Regions from separate parts of the Siniperca chuatsi genome. Here region 2 is linked to region 1. A link is a contact called in public Hi-C data. All regions are on one chromosome and are shown on one strand. The core of a region is the stretch at or near the end of the contact, and the rest is flanking DNA. Distances in the headings are between cores, read along the strand shown. Region 1 overlaps LOC122867327 (Na(+)/H(+) exchange regulatory cofactor NHE-RF1-like). Region 2 holds the start of LOC122867994 (ras-related protein Rab-37-like).

Region 1 (6,305 bases), core at 3,230-5,729:
GGCTTCAACCTGCACAGTGAGAAGTCCAAACCAGGCCAGTTTATCAGAGCTGTGGATGAAGACTCTCCAGCACAGAGAGCAGGCCTCAGACCACAGGACAAGATCATGAAGGTATACAACATGTGCTCACTCATTCTCTAAGTCACATGCACACACAGTCACTTTTTCACATTTATCCAGATTCTGTGTGTGTGTGTGTGTGTGTGTTTTATTGTGTTTGTATCTGTATCAGCTGTAATCCTGTTACATCAGTGAGCAAACAGGAAACTAAAATCCCAAGAGGTATTAGATTATTATCAGATTGAGAGTGTATGTAGCTGTAACGTGCATATGTTTTTGCGTGTGCGTGCAGACGTGTTCATCTATATGCCACTGTGTGTGTCTGTGTTGTGTGAAGAGTGTTTTTTTTGGTGTGTGTTTGAAGCAGAAATCTGAATTTTCTCTGTGTGCGTGTGTGTGTGACGGCCAGGCCTCCTGGCCATGTTGAACATGGCAGGGTCAGAGTTAATCCACTTACTTTGTCTGTGGGCTGAATTACAGCCTGCTCAAACAGTCTGCAGGGCCTCTCGCATGCAGGAGAGAAGGGGGGGTACAGGGATGGTGTAAATTAAGTAACACCACAACTGTACATACTGTATAAACATCGAGTTAGAAGCTTTAACAGGTCATTATGGAGGTGTAGGAGGTGGATTTCGGGAAACAGATTGCTCGGAATTTAATGAATTTTCTATGGAGATCGGGGAGTTTTTCAAAGGGTCACTGGAGAGGAATATAACAGAGTGTTCTGTACCACCTGTCCAATGTTCACCGCCAGTTGGGAGTTGGTGAGACTGAGAGATTGCTGACGGTATTCCCACCTTGGATCTTCCTCCCACAGAAATTCCTCAGTGACTTATCTCCTTGGATGCTTGATTAGTTCCAACTGTGGGAGTATGCTTGTATACTACGCCCTCTAATAAAAGTGTTGCCAAACATTTTCCATCACTGGTACCATTACTCTTCTGTCAGGTATCATTCCATTCATTACTTTTCTCTACAGCCACAAAATTAGCAACTACATCTTTTCTTACCTTAAAAAATCATCATTATTCACAATGTTCTTATCGTCCTCTGCCTCAAAACATTTTTTAATGGTGACTTTGATGATATCTGAAATTGAAAAAGAATGCATTACACCACAGTTGTAAAGACGTATAATGTGATAACATGTTCTGCCCTATGCTATGGAGAGCCAAAGTGTTATAATAATAACATAATATTAAATAAATAATAGGACATTATGAGATAAATAATCATATGAATAAATACAGTAAAAATATATATAAATGAACCAATGATGGTGAAATAGTTTAATAAATTATTTAAATGTAACTAATAATTATTAGATTTAATTTCATCCTCCTTATCTGCAGTGTAACAGAGTTTTAATGGAGTTAATTTCTATTTAATTATAGAAATATATTTATTTATGTATTTTATTTCAGAATGTCACTTTTCATGACAGATGGTGTCACCAAACCCTTTCAGCCAATCACATTGCTCCAGCCTCGCCAGCTGCCAGTTAGCTAGCTAGCTAGCTCCTGTTAGGTAGCGCAGGGGTTTTCAAAGTCCGACACTTGAAAGCGTGATTATTCTCAGGCAAGTTCTGAAATTATAATTATTTTACTTTATTCTACGATTTCTGAGCGGAATTTATGGATTTTTATTCACGATGGACATCCGAGATAGTGATATTCTAAAAGTGTGAGTCACACTGAATCTGAAAATATGTGTATCATGTCATAACTCAGTCAAATCTGAACACACACAGAAGCAGTACGAAGTCAAATTGCACAGTTCACCTCAGGCAGCATCGCCGTCTCATGTCCCACTCTCCACACCGCCTTTCCACTCTCCACACCGCCTTTCCACTCTCCACACCGCCTTTCCACTCTCCACACCGCCTTTCCACTCTCCACACCGCCCTTCCACTCTCCGCACCCCTCGCAGGAGGTTTTTGAAAACCTCTGAGGTAGAGCAACCAAAGAGAGAGACTTGTATTTACCATATAGCGCAGTATATTTACCCTCTGCCATTTGAGTGTGAAATGTATGCTCTGTTTAGTGGCCCCAGAAATTCCAACAATTAAGTAAAAAAAGTAGCGTCCATGTTGTCTACAGTACGTTCTGCTAACAAACCCACAATGCAATGCGTCACATTTTATAGATGTTAAAATTACAATGTGTGACTGTACACCTGTCAGTGATGATGCGAAATGAAATGTCAGAAATATCGACGGAGTGAACGACGGAGTGGTTTTGGACTGAATTAACCAGCTAGTTGCTTCCATCATCAGATAGCTGACTAAGTAGGAAGCATGTGAGAGTTTAGTTTTTGTGTCTGTGTGCTGTATTGGTAGCAGTTGTTGAGCTTGCCGGTTGAGGTTGGGGGCATGTGGTAGTCCTTTTTCATTTTGACTTGCCATAGCAGGTAAAGCACAGGTGTTACTAATAACATTAAGTATGGCTTTGTCCTGTTCGGGTGTCCCAGTTAGCCATGAACAATGCCAGGACCCTGAAACTGAAGCAGCTAAATGGAATTCAGCCACCATTCATTTTATTATTTACACCTGTGCTTTTTCTACTGTGACGTGTCAAAATGTGTTCGGTGACATTCAGTTGTCATTGGGAAACATGCCATTATATTGTACAGACTTTTGAAAAGGGGCATATTGAAATAAAAGTGTACATAATGAAATAACCTCACTAACATTTCATAAAAATGAATTAGGATTTATCAATTTATTGATTAATTCATATAATTTTTAGGTATTTATTGTTGTCATTCATTTGATAATGTCTTCATTGTTTACTTAATGTTGAACACCTCAGGGTGGCCTAGCAGCCAGTTAGCTTGTCCCCCAACCAGAGAACTCGTTTGATCACTTGTTTGTTGGTTCCAAAGTGCCTCGGAGCTGGTTTCTGAACCTGTCTGCTCCACAGCTATTGTCCTGGAAGGCAAAATGATTTTCCTCTCAGGGATCATTGAAATATATCAGGTTGAACAGGAGCTGCTAGTTTCACTCAGTGGTTAGTGCCTGGAGTGTCTGGAGCTGTTTGTTTGGGCTTGTTTGGTTGCAGCTTCTTAAATGTGAGGATTTGTTGCTTTTCTCTGTTTTCTATCTTTGTAAATTGAAACTTTGGGTTTTGGACTTTTGGTTGGACAAAACAAGACAGTAAAAGACGTCGCCTTAAGCTAGGGGAACATGATCACTGTATTTTTGGCATTTCATAGATCAAACGAATAACTGACTAATTAATAAAATTATAAATAAATTGATTGATAATGAAACGTGTCAATAGTTGCAGCCCAAACAAGTGTAAACAGTGTTTCCACAAGAAAAGTGCAGCTCACTGGTTAAACCGTGATGGCAGACAGCGGTCACATTCTGTCTCAACACCTTCAGCTGCTGAATGTGAGCTCAGATGAAACAGTGGTTTGTTTATGTGGATGTTCTTTTAGCACTATGCTTAATATGGTTAATATGATTAAAAGGCTTTTGCATTTGTATTTTTGTCCAGCTTTTCTTAAATAAAGAGCTTTAGTTAAATACATAAAGGAATCCGTTCTGGTTAAAGGACCACACCCCTGGTTTTTCATGTGCTCTTTGCTACAAAGCACTTATGAAAACGGAGTAGCAGACTGTTTAAACTTAATTCATCACAGTGAACATCAGTGTGCTTTCGTTTTTTGCCACATTATTATTATTAGGACGAAGTTCATTTAAGACTTTTCAAATCAATCAATCACTTACCATGTAACAATAATAAATGAGAATCTAAATGAGAAACACAACCAAACTGCCCCCCCCCCCACTCTCTCTCAGGTGAATGGTGTGTCAGTGATTGGCATGCAGCACTCAGAGGTGGTGGCAGCCATCAAAGCAGGAGGAGACGAGACCACACTGCTGGTGGTCGATGCCGAGACGGAAGAATTCTTCCAGAGATGCAACATCCTGCCCACCGAGGAGCACGTGACTGGTATGACCCGCAGATGTTTACACACACACACCGATTTGGCTTTGTAAAAGTTGCTGCTTTTAGTGTCTGGAACTTGCCAGAGTCCGCAAAAGTGCATGTTTACCATTAATAGATCAAGAACAAAATGATCAGAAATAGAGTTATAACCGACTGTATAATGAATATAAATATGGATGAAGTGAGGCCTTATGTCTTCTTTTCCCCTGTAGGACGTCTTCCTGAGCCAGCGTCAGAGAGAGCATCAGAGGAGGAGGAGGTGAGGACCACTGCGTGCGCGCACACACACACACACACACACACACACACACACACACACACACTTACAGATAGAGCCCTGGAAAAGCCCCACTGATCCTCTCTGGACATTCCTGGGTGCAGATTAGGAGTTCTGGACAGTTTTGTGCGACGCATTCTGGCTGTCTTCATGTGTTTCCTGTCAGGACTGCACTGTAAAAGACCCGAGTCTGACCGATAACCATTTATATTTTGAAGGGTGATACTGATAAGTTGTGCACTGAAGCACGCAAGTATCCAGTATTTCTGCCACTGTTTTTCTCTTCAGTGTAGAAAAACCCTGCAGAGTGTTACTGTAAACTAGGGCTGGGTGATCCGTTTTAAATCAGTATCACAATATTTCAAATATTTTTCAAATATTGGAAAAAATATGCAAAATACTCAGATTTATGTCAGTGCAATGAACTGTTGCATTAGAGTAGACAAAACTCCATCGTCAGCTTTTAGGATAGAGTTTATTTGTATAGCACATTTCATACACAAAGGCAGTTAAAAGTGCTTTACATGATGCATTAAAAATAATACAGCGGTGGAGCGCCCCGGGAGCTGAATGGCTACAGAGCATGCCACATCACCGCCGACGGTTCGATTTCAGCGAGGGACCCGTGTTGCAGGTCATACCACCGCTCTCTCCCTCCCCTGGCTTCCTGTCTGTCGCCTCTCTATGGACTGTCTTTAAAAATAATAATAATAGTAAAAGATGACATAAAAAACACTGAGACGCCAAGGAAGGCCTGAGGGGTTATATGGTGAAAGACTGGTGTGATGCGATCGGTTTTCTTTTCTTTGTTGTAAAACAAGAACACAAAAATATCTTCACAATATGTTCCCACTGAAATCTGTTATTGCATATGATAATTTTGAATTATTGACCAGCCCATGTTACCCATATATATATATATATATAGTGATTTAATTTGATTGTGGGCTGCTACGCATATATAACAAGACTGATAAAATATTATTACCAAAAAAAGTAATGCATATTTAGATTGTGATCAAGATACTGTTCTACACTCAGGTCAGTTTTCCCACTGACAGTCAATGTAGCGCCGATCAGTACAAAAGGTAGGCAGCAAAACCGATAATAATGACTGAACATTATCAGCTAGTTTTTAAAGGGGTGACGGACGAAAAACCACCAGAGGCCGAGATGTCCTGACTTCCAGCCCCCAGTCGAGCTCCAGAAGCACTGGATCCTACATGACGCGTTTCGCTCCACTCTCCCCGCCGGTGAATACTCCGTGTGCTCTGTAGCAGAGGCTTTCTAAACACTCAGTGTCAGCTGTTGTTGCAGAGGCACAGCACTTTATCAAAAGTAAAAACTCCCCTGTAGGAAGGAACAGCAACACTCCACCCTCCTCCTCTCTCTCTCACACACACACACACACACACACACACACACACACACACACACACACAGACATCATGGGAAAAGTGGATTGGCCCCTCTGGTGACATTGTGGCTGACCCTTCACCATGGCAACAAGAGCTCACCAGTGTGTTTTACTACCCCCCCTTCTTTCTCTCTCTCTCTTCTGTGTCCCGGAGGATCATGGGATTGAAGTGGCTTTAACTCTCAGGGCGAGTTGGGGATTATGCTAATGAGATGACTAACGAGCGCTGTTCACATACTCTCACATGCAGGCAGATTACACTCTACTGCAGCAAGAACAATCACTTATTCACCAGCACTTACATAACACGGTTGGGTATAAACACTCATGACGACCTCTGACCTGTGTGTGTGTGTGTGTGTGTCTGTTTTATCAGTTGACCATATGAATGGCGTCTGATTTACCCACAATTACAGAAGCTGAGAAACATTCCTGCAGCTGATTGAAATGAGTTGATCTGAGCTAAAATACTGCATTAGACTCCTTCTGCTGCCACTGTTTAGTTTGTACACAGATCTGGTATACACATAAATAGCAACAGGTCCAACCATTAACAGAAAACACTCCTGGACAAATAGTCAATATCTTAAAGGGG
Region 2 (6,577 bases), core at 590-3,089, 41 kb before region 1:
TTTTCCCCTGACTTGTTCACAACTCTGAAACACGATACAGACCCCAGGATTAACCAGCGGGTAAACATTAACACCATGTCAGGAGAGTGGCTGAGCTGCCAGCAGAAGAAACCCACCTCAAACAGTCCTGTGTTCATTCCGCAAAAACGAAGGGAAACGCTCTGCAAAGTTGACACTTTTGCAAACTCTAGTGGAAGCTAATGGAGACGCATGCAGAATTGACCCATTAGGCTTTTTAAAAAGTTACGTAGTGCAACAAATCATTAAAACCTATAGATACAAAGTTACCCCTGTGTATGGTTGCATGCGAGAGCTATTTTTCACATATTCAGGGTGTGTGATCGGTTTCCATTGCAACACGTTCAGTGGCTAACAATGACAAAGTCATGTGATATTTTCAGATGGAACTCGCAGCAGAGATATGTACGGCAGCACAGCCGTAGACCTGAGACTCAGACTTCAGTCAGACTCAAGCAGTGGTGAAATATTCAGATTAGTAAAAGTAGCAATATCCCACTGTAAAAGCCACTCTATTACAAGCAAAAGTCTTGTTTGAGTAAAAGTACATAAGAATCATCAGCAAAATTCTTTGATATAACTACCAAAAGTAAAAGTATTCATTTTGTTGTATTATTATATGTATTATATTATTGTATTATTATTGATGCATAAATGTGTATATAATTGGAACAGGTTGAGGTGGAGCTAATTTGAACCCATCTGTATATTGCTGGACATGTTTAATCTATAACAATGCATCATATTTTATAAAACGATCATATGTTTTATATGCAAAATCGAGTATGTCTGTTCACCGATGAATACACTGAGCAGGTTTTATTTACAGTAACTCAGCTTTAATTGGACATCATGTAGAGACAAGCTGAGAAAACCAGTTCGAAATGCTGATGTGTGACTTTCACACAGTATCTCATGTATTTTTCAAACTTTGAATTCTTAATATTTTCAGTTATAAATAGTATGCCAATACTTTCAATGAAAAAGGCTCAAACATGAGTTGGGATAAAATCATGTTCCACGGACTGTATTATAGTTTGCTGTATTTGTATGTCTGAAAAGTGAAACAATATGTGTTCAACCTTGAACTGTTCTATAGTGATATTTAGTAATATTTTGAGTGATTATCAGTAAAGATTTGAATGTTTTTAGGTGCCTGTGTCATCTTTCTTGTATTTTGGTGTTTCTGGCAGCTTTCTACTTTAAATGTTAAACAGACAACATGAGAAATCAGACTTACAGCTGAGTTTGTGCTGAAAGAAAGGACACCACCGCACATGTGGGGGGAGGACGCTGAAAAGCTGAAACGGTGCCAAAGAAAGCCAAAAATGAACCTAGTAACCTGCAAAGTAATAGTAAGTGCTGTTCAATACCTGTAGTGGATTAAAAGTATTTGCATCTGAAATGTTCTGTTATAAAAGTATCAAAGGAACCTGCTCATCTATGTGAAAACATCTACTATTAACACAGTACAGAAAACAAAGTGTTTCAGTGCGAGCAAGTGAGTGAGCAAGACTTTGCTCACTCACTCGCAATGTGAAGACTTGTGACGTGACTGGACTGACCCCAGAAGACTTTCCAATGACAGCTGTGATGCGCAGAGCCACAGGTCATCATTCTCACACATCCTCCTCATCCTCACCCTCCATCTGCCTCATATCCCCGCATCCACGCAACCTCCCATTCCCCATTCCACCAATTTCACATCGTCTTCATCCTCTCCGTGGCTGCTCACTCTCATCATCTCTAGATCTTAACCCCCCCCCCCGGCGTGATGTGGGTGAACGATCACGACATGCCTTTTAAATGTTAAGTGATGTAGGCAGAAGCCCGCTGACTGTGATTCACTCCAAAGGAGGAGCGTGGAGAGAGAGAGAGAGAGAGAGAGAAAGAGAGAGAGAGAGAGAGAGAGAGAGAGAGAGAGAGAGAGTTGCGTGGTTGGACAGCTTTTGTTCTCCTCACCACGGTCTTCCGCTGTAAAAGAGCGACTGGAGGACGACAGGATGGAGCGGATGGAGTCGATGGAGCCGATCTCGGCGCACTACACCACGGCTTACCCGGAGATTCATCCCGATAGCGGCTACGAATCCAGAGAGACCACCGACAGCCAGGCAAAGACTCCACCAGCTCCGACATACGATGAGGAATTAGTGCACAAGGTATGGCGATGTGGTTCCCATCATACACTAGCTTTTAAATCCAGGGACTGGTTCGCTTTAGTGGCACAAACTCAAATTTTAAACTTTCCAAGACTGGTTTCTGGTTTCTATAAAACAACAACTAGGCCTAAATGACTTTACACGTGTGCGCTTTCTTTAAGCTTTATTTTCTTTCTATTATTTATCCATTTAGCCTTTTTACTGGAATTTCTGAAATGTACCCAAAGAGCCCCGGTCCGCCAGCTGGGCTCGCCCCCGTGCTGGCCGGCTTCTGCGCTCTCCATGGTGCTGATCTTCACTTGGGCCGTTTCCAGACTCGCTGCGTGTCAGATCTGCCCGAAACACATCATTCCTTCTGTAATGAACAGTCAGCTTTTGAGAACGCTGCTCTTCACTCATGCAAGCTTCCTGCTTCTCGCTGCTTCGGAGGGGGATAAGGCTTTAAAGAGAGGCCACTTTCTCTTGCTCTTCAGCAAGACACTGAATCCCTCCACCCCCCTGCAGACCTGTGCCTGTCATTATCACCACAGGCTGGTTTAAAAATGTTATTTAAATTGTCTCTCTTTAGACTGGGGTGAGATCGTGTCTCCCTGTTCATTTGTTAAAATAATATCCACTCCCTGTTGTAAGTGTGCGATTAGATGGAGGAGGAATGGTCTACATTGGAGGGCTGACGGATACAGTAGGGCCACCATGTAAGTGCTGATGTGGCATCCTAACTGTAAAACGTTTAAACTTGAATTTTCCACAGCAGTGAATTTCTCTAAAATCCAGCAATGCTCTCCAAAGTGGCGACCATCTGTAATTACAATAATAATAATAATAGTCAGCATGGAAATACAATCAACGTTTAAAAAACAACATCATAAAAGACATGAAATCATTCGCTGCATTATGCAAACAGTGTCAGCAGACTGAATGCTACAGCAGCAAAGCTGAGGTGTCAAAGGATTCGTCACCCCTTGACCTCAACATGGACTCTGGAAGAGCTGAAAGGCCTAACGGAGCAGACTGTGGAGGCCTTTGGAGACAGAATGGAGTTAAAGGGGATCTACTCTGGCCATGAAAAGCCTTTCAAGTAACGTGTAGGATTTTAAAGAGACATTATATTATGAAGCTGTATTGCAGGAGCAGCTTCCAGTTCAGTGTGAGGGAGCCGCATCAGTCAACGCCCGTTTCCTATTTTCTTTAGTTTGCAATGCCCTACTTTCTTTTTAAATGTCGCCCACTGTGGGAAACTAGTGCAGCAACCATCTGAGAGGTTTTTATTTTAATTTCTTTCCAAAAGGGAACATGATATTTAGTTAATTACATCCTATTAAGAAATTTCCCGTTCGTCTGATGGTGTTTGACAATTACAAGAAAGTCTTGTAATTTACACACAGACACAATCTGCTATAATGTCATTGCACTTAAAGTAATTATTCTGAAGAGTGATTTTGTTCCTGAGGACGGCTGCTAAGTGACTTTATGTAATTAGTGGGAGTTTAGTGAGAACTGAGTTTTCCCAAAGGCTAACGGGCTGATGAGACATGAACCGGGTTACCCTAATGTAACCATTATGCACTTTGACCAGCTGCCTTTAATTGCCTTGGAAGCAGTGTGTGTCTGTGTGAGTGCATGTGTAAGGCTTGGTATTGTGAGGGCCGCAGGTGCTTTGCAAAGCAACACAAGTTGTTCTTTCAAAGATCAGAAACCGTTATTTCAGGTGAGACCAGCATGAGCCAGTCAATCTGTCCATTAAAAGACCAAAACAAACAATGAGTCCATCTCTCAATACTCCCTCAAGTCTTTAAAGCTGCACTAATCAATATTGTTAAGTGAACAATGGATCAAATGACTATGTGTGATGTCAAAAAGGTCACTCATAGTGACAAAACCACAGAGAATTACTTTTTAGTGTCTTTCAGCTCATTGTTTTGGTTTTGGTTCAGTCTCGCCGCTCTCATCAACCTTTTTATATATATATATATATATATATATATATATATATATATGTATGTATCTGTATCTGTATTTCCCAATAGAGGCACACACACATTGCCACTAATGTAAATTTGCATCAGCCATCAGATTGACGTTTAATATTGGAAGCTGCAGTAATCTGCTACTGTTCTGTGGTTTCAAATCCCAGCTGTGTGTGCAGCGGATCGAACAGTGGCAATGTGAAAACTGTCGAGCTAGATTACATTCTAGCCTGTGTGTAACAGACTTCATACTCTCCAGGAAGATAAAAGACTCCCTAGAGGAGACGCCCTAAAGATTCCAAATTCTCTCCATTCCCTAAAACTGTTACTCCAACTTCCCATACAGTAAAGGGACTTCCAGAAGCTTCTTGGTAAGAACAACTGGGCTCAGTCAGGAAGAAACGAAATTCACTGGCACTTAACAATCTGCTTATGATCCCTGGAGATGAATAAAATCGAATTATCTCTCTTTCTTTATCTCTCTCTCTATCTATCTATCTCTCTCTCTCTCTCTCTCTCTCTCCATACCACATATGTGCACAAAATCCTGTATACATCATCCACATCATCCATGTCTAATTCCTGCGGTGCTTTCCCTTAATTGCCTCCAGTCTCCAGTGGGGTTTTTATGAGACAGGCTCACTTCCCGTTAACCTCTGTTACCACGGAAACAGCATCATACCCCCCTCTCCCACCACAAACGCACACACATCCTCGTCATCATCACGGGTACACATGCATGTGTATTTCTACACGCGCGGTTGTTTCACGCCCCTGGTTCTGTCCTCACATGCAGGTTTTACAGTATGCTGCATGCTCTCAGCGATGTCTAGTAAACAGGAAACAGATGCCATTAAGTCACAGGAGGACCAGATGAAATAACAATATTGCTTTTGGTTTGTACTATGCTCTACATGTTAGTTAAAGCCACTCTGTGTTTACCTTTCTGATCATTTTATTCTTTTTTAAGGGATTCATAATTTTGAAAGTGTCTCTTACTAGCCCCAGTGACCCCTTGACACTTGACCGTTCACTAAACCGTATGCGTGGGGCTGCAGTAAGAGTGATACTTGGCATTTAAAAGTTTGGAGGGTGGTGTCTTTTGATTTTTGCGCTTCCAAATACCAAAATCAGAAGCACAAAAGTGTAAGGAATGTGTGTTTATCTGCTAGGCTGCAAACATAAGCATGTCCGGCTAGCGTACCACCTGACAGTAACCGAGCGCAGAGGTGCAGAAAGTATTCACATCCTTTACTTACACACTGTGAAAATACTCTACTAAAAGTCCTGCATCATAACGTTACTTAAGCAAGTAAGTATGTAAGTATTAACAGCAAAATGTACTTTAAGTGTGAAAAGTACTCATTCTGCAGTAAAATGCTCCTGTCAGTGTTTTCCTATTATATCTGATGCTTCTGGATTATTATCACTGCTGCATTAATGTGTATGTTGCATTTTACTGCTGTAGATGTTTATGGTTGAGCTAATTTGAACTACTTTATATACTGTTATATATATATATATATATATATATATATCATAAGATCATCATATGTTTGTAGCATCGCTGTCCTGTGAGAACCACGCATCTCTAAAAAGTCAACTTTTCATGAGCTCAGAAAAACAGCGCTGTTTTCAGCTTTGTGATGATGCGTTTTCCGGCTGATCCGAGGATGTTTTTAAACAGTTTATTAACCTTTAAGAAGTAGGAGAATTTTCTCAACCTATAGAGGAACACTTCATCCTTCAGTTTGTCAGAAACATTCAAATTCAAAAACACCAAATTTGGAGATACATGGTTTTCACTGGTCAGGAACGGTATGAAGAATTCTTAACTGAAAAGTAACTAGTAACTAAAGCTGTCAGACAAATGTAGTGGAGTAAAACGTACAATATTTACCTCTGAGGTGTAGTGGAGTAGAAGTAGAAAGTTGTACTCAAGTACCTCGAATTTGTACTTAAGTACAGTACTTGAGTAAATGTACTTAGTTACATTCAGTGTTACTTCCAGCGTCATTAACCAACTGCATCCTTTTGTGGGGTTACAGGTTACGTTTTAAAAAGCCCCCATACACAACCGTGCAGTATAACCAGTCCTGATTACCATGTAGAGTTTAGGTCGATGGTAGCAGCTCTGTTCTGCTCTGTACTGGATTTGGAGACATTTAAACCCCTGCCAACATTACACAAGATCAGTTTTCTCTTTGATTATTACAAATCAAAGTTTGAAAATACAAACAGGAATATAAGCTAAGCAGCCAAACTGGGTTATTATGTTAGAACAGTCAGATGTTACCTTTTTTTCTTCATCATAGCTGTTATAGTTATACTCAATATGGGACTAAGCAGCTCTACACTGCAACACAAGAACATTTATTTCCACTGGAAATAAATGCCAACACTTTTTTAACCGTTATAATGTGTGTAGCTAGC

What was found. A called contact is a pair of places that touch in the nucleus more often than the background predicts.
Region 2: a contact with region 1 is called in a Hi-C map of liver, with 2.5 times the contacts expected there. The contact joins the promoter of LOC122867994 here to the enhancer-like site in region 1. A contact is called at or near these places in 3 of 3 Hi-C or Micro-C datasets (liver, skeletal muscle and an unstated tissue).

Annotation. Positions count from the first base shown.
Region 1 is chrLG20:21,837,590-21,843,894 of ASM2008510v1, reverse strand. It overlaps LOC122867327 (Na(+)/H(+) exchange regulatory cofactor NHE-RF1-like), which reads left to right. Exons shown (of 6, transcript XM_044177996.1): 2 at 1-111; 3 at 3,866-4,019; 4 at 4,229-4,275. Among protein-coding and RNA genes, the nearest start is that of LOC122867327, 20 kb to the left of the region's middle. Within about 2 kb of position 4,479, the one cell type or tissue checked has an H3K27ac peak away from gene starts, as active enhancers do. A contact at or near this core is called in liver, where this site is marked.
Region 2 is chrLG20:21,875,965-21,882,541 of ASM2008510v1, reverse strand. LOC122867994 (ras-related protein Rab-37-like) reads left to right here and starts at 1,839. Exons shown (of 9, transcript XM_044179494.1): 1 at 1,839-2,177. The coding sequence starts at 1,839.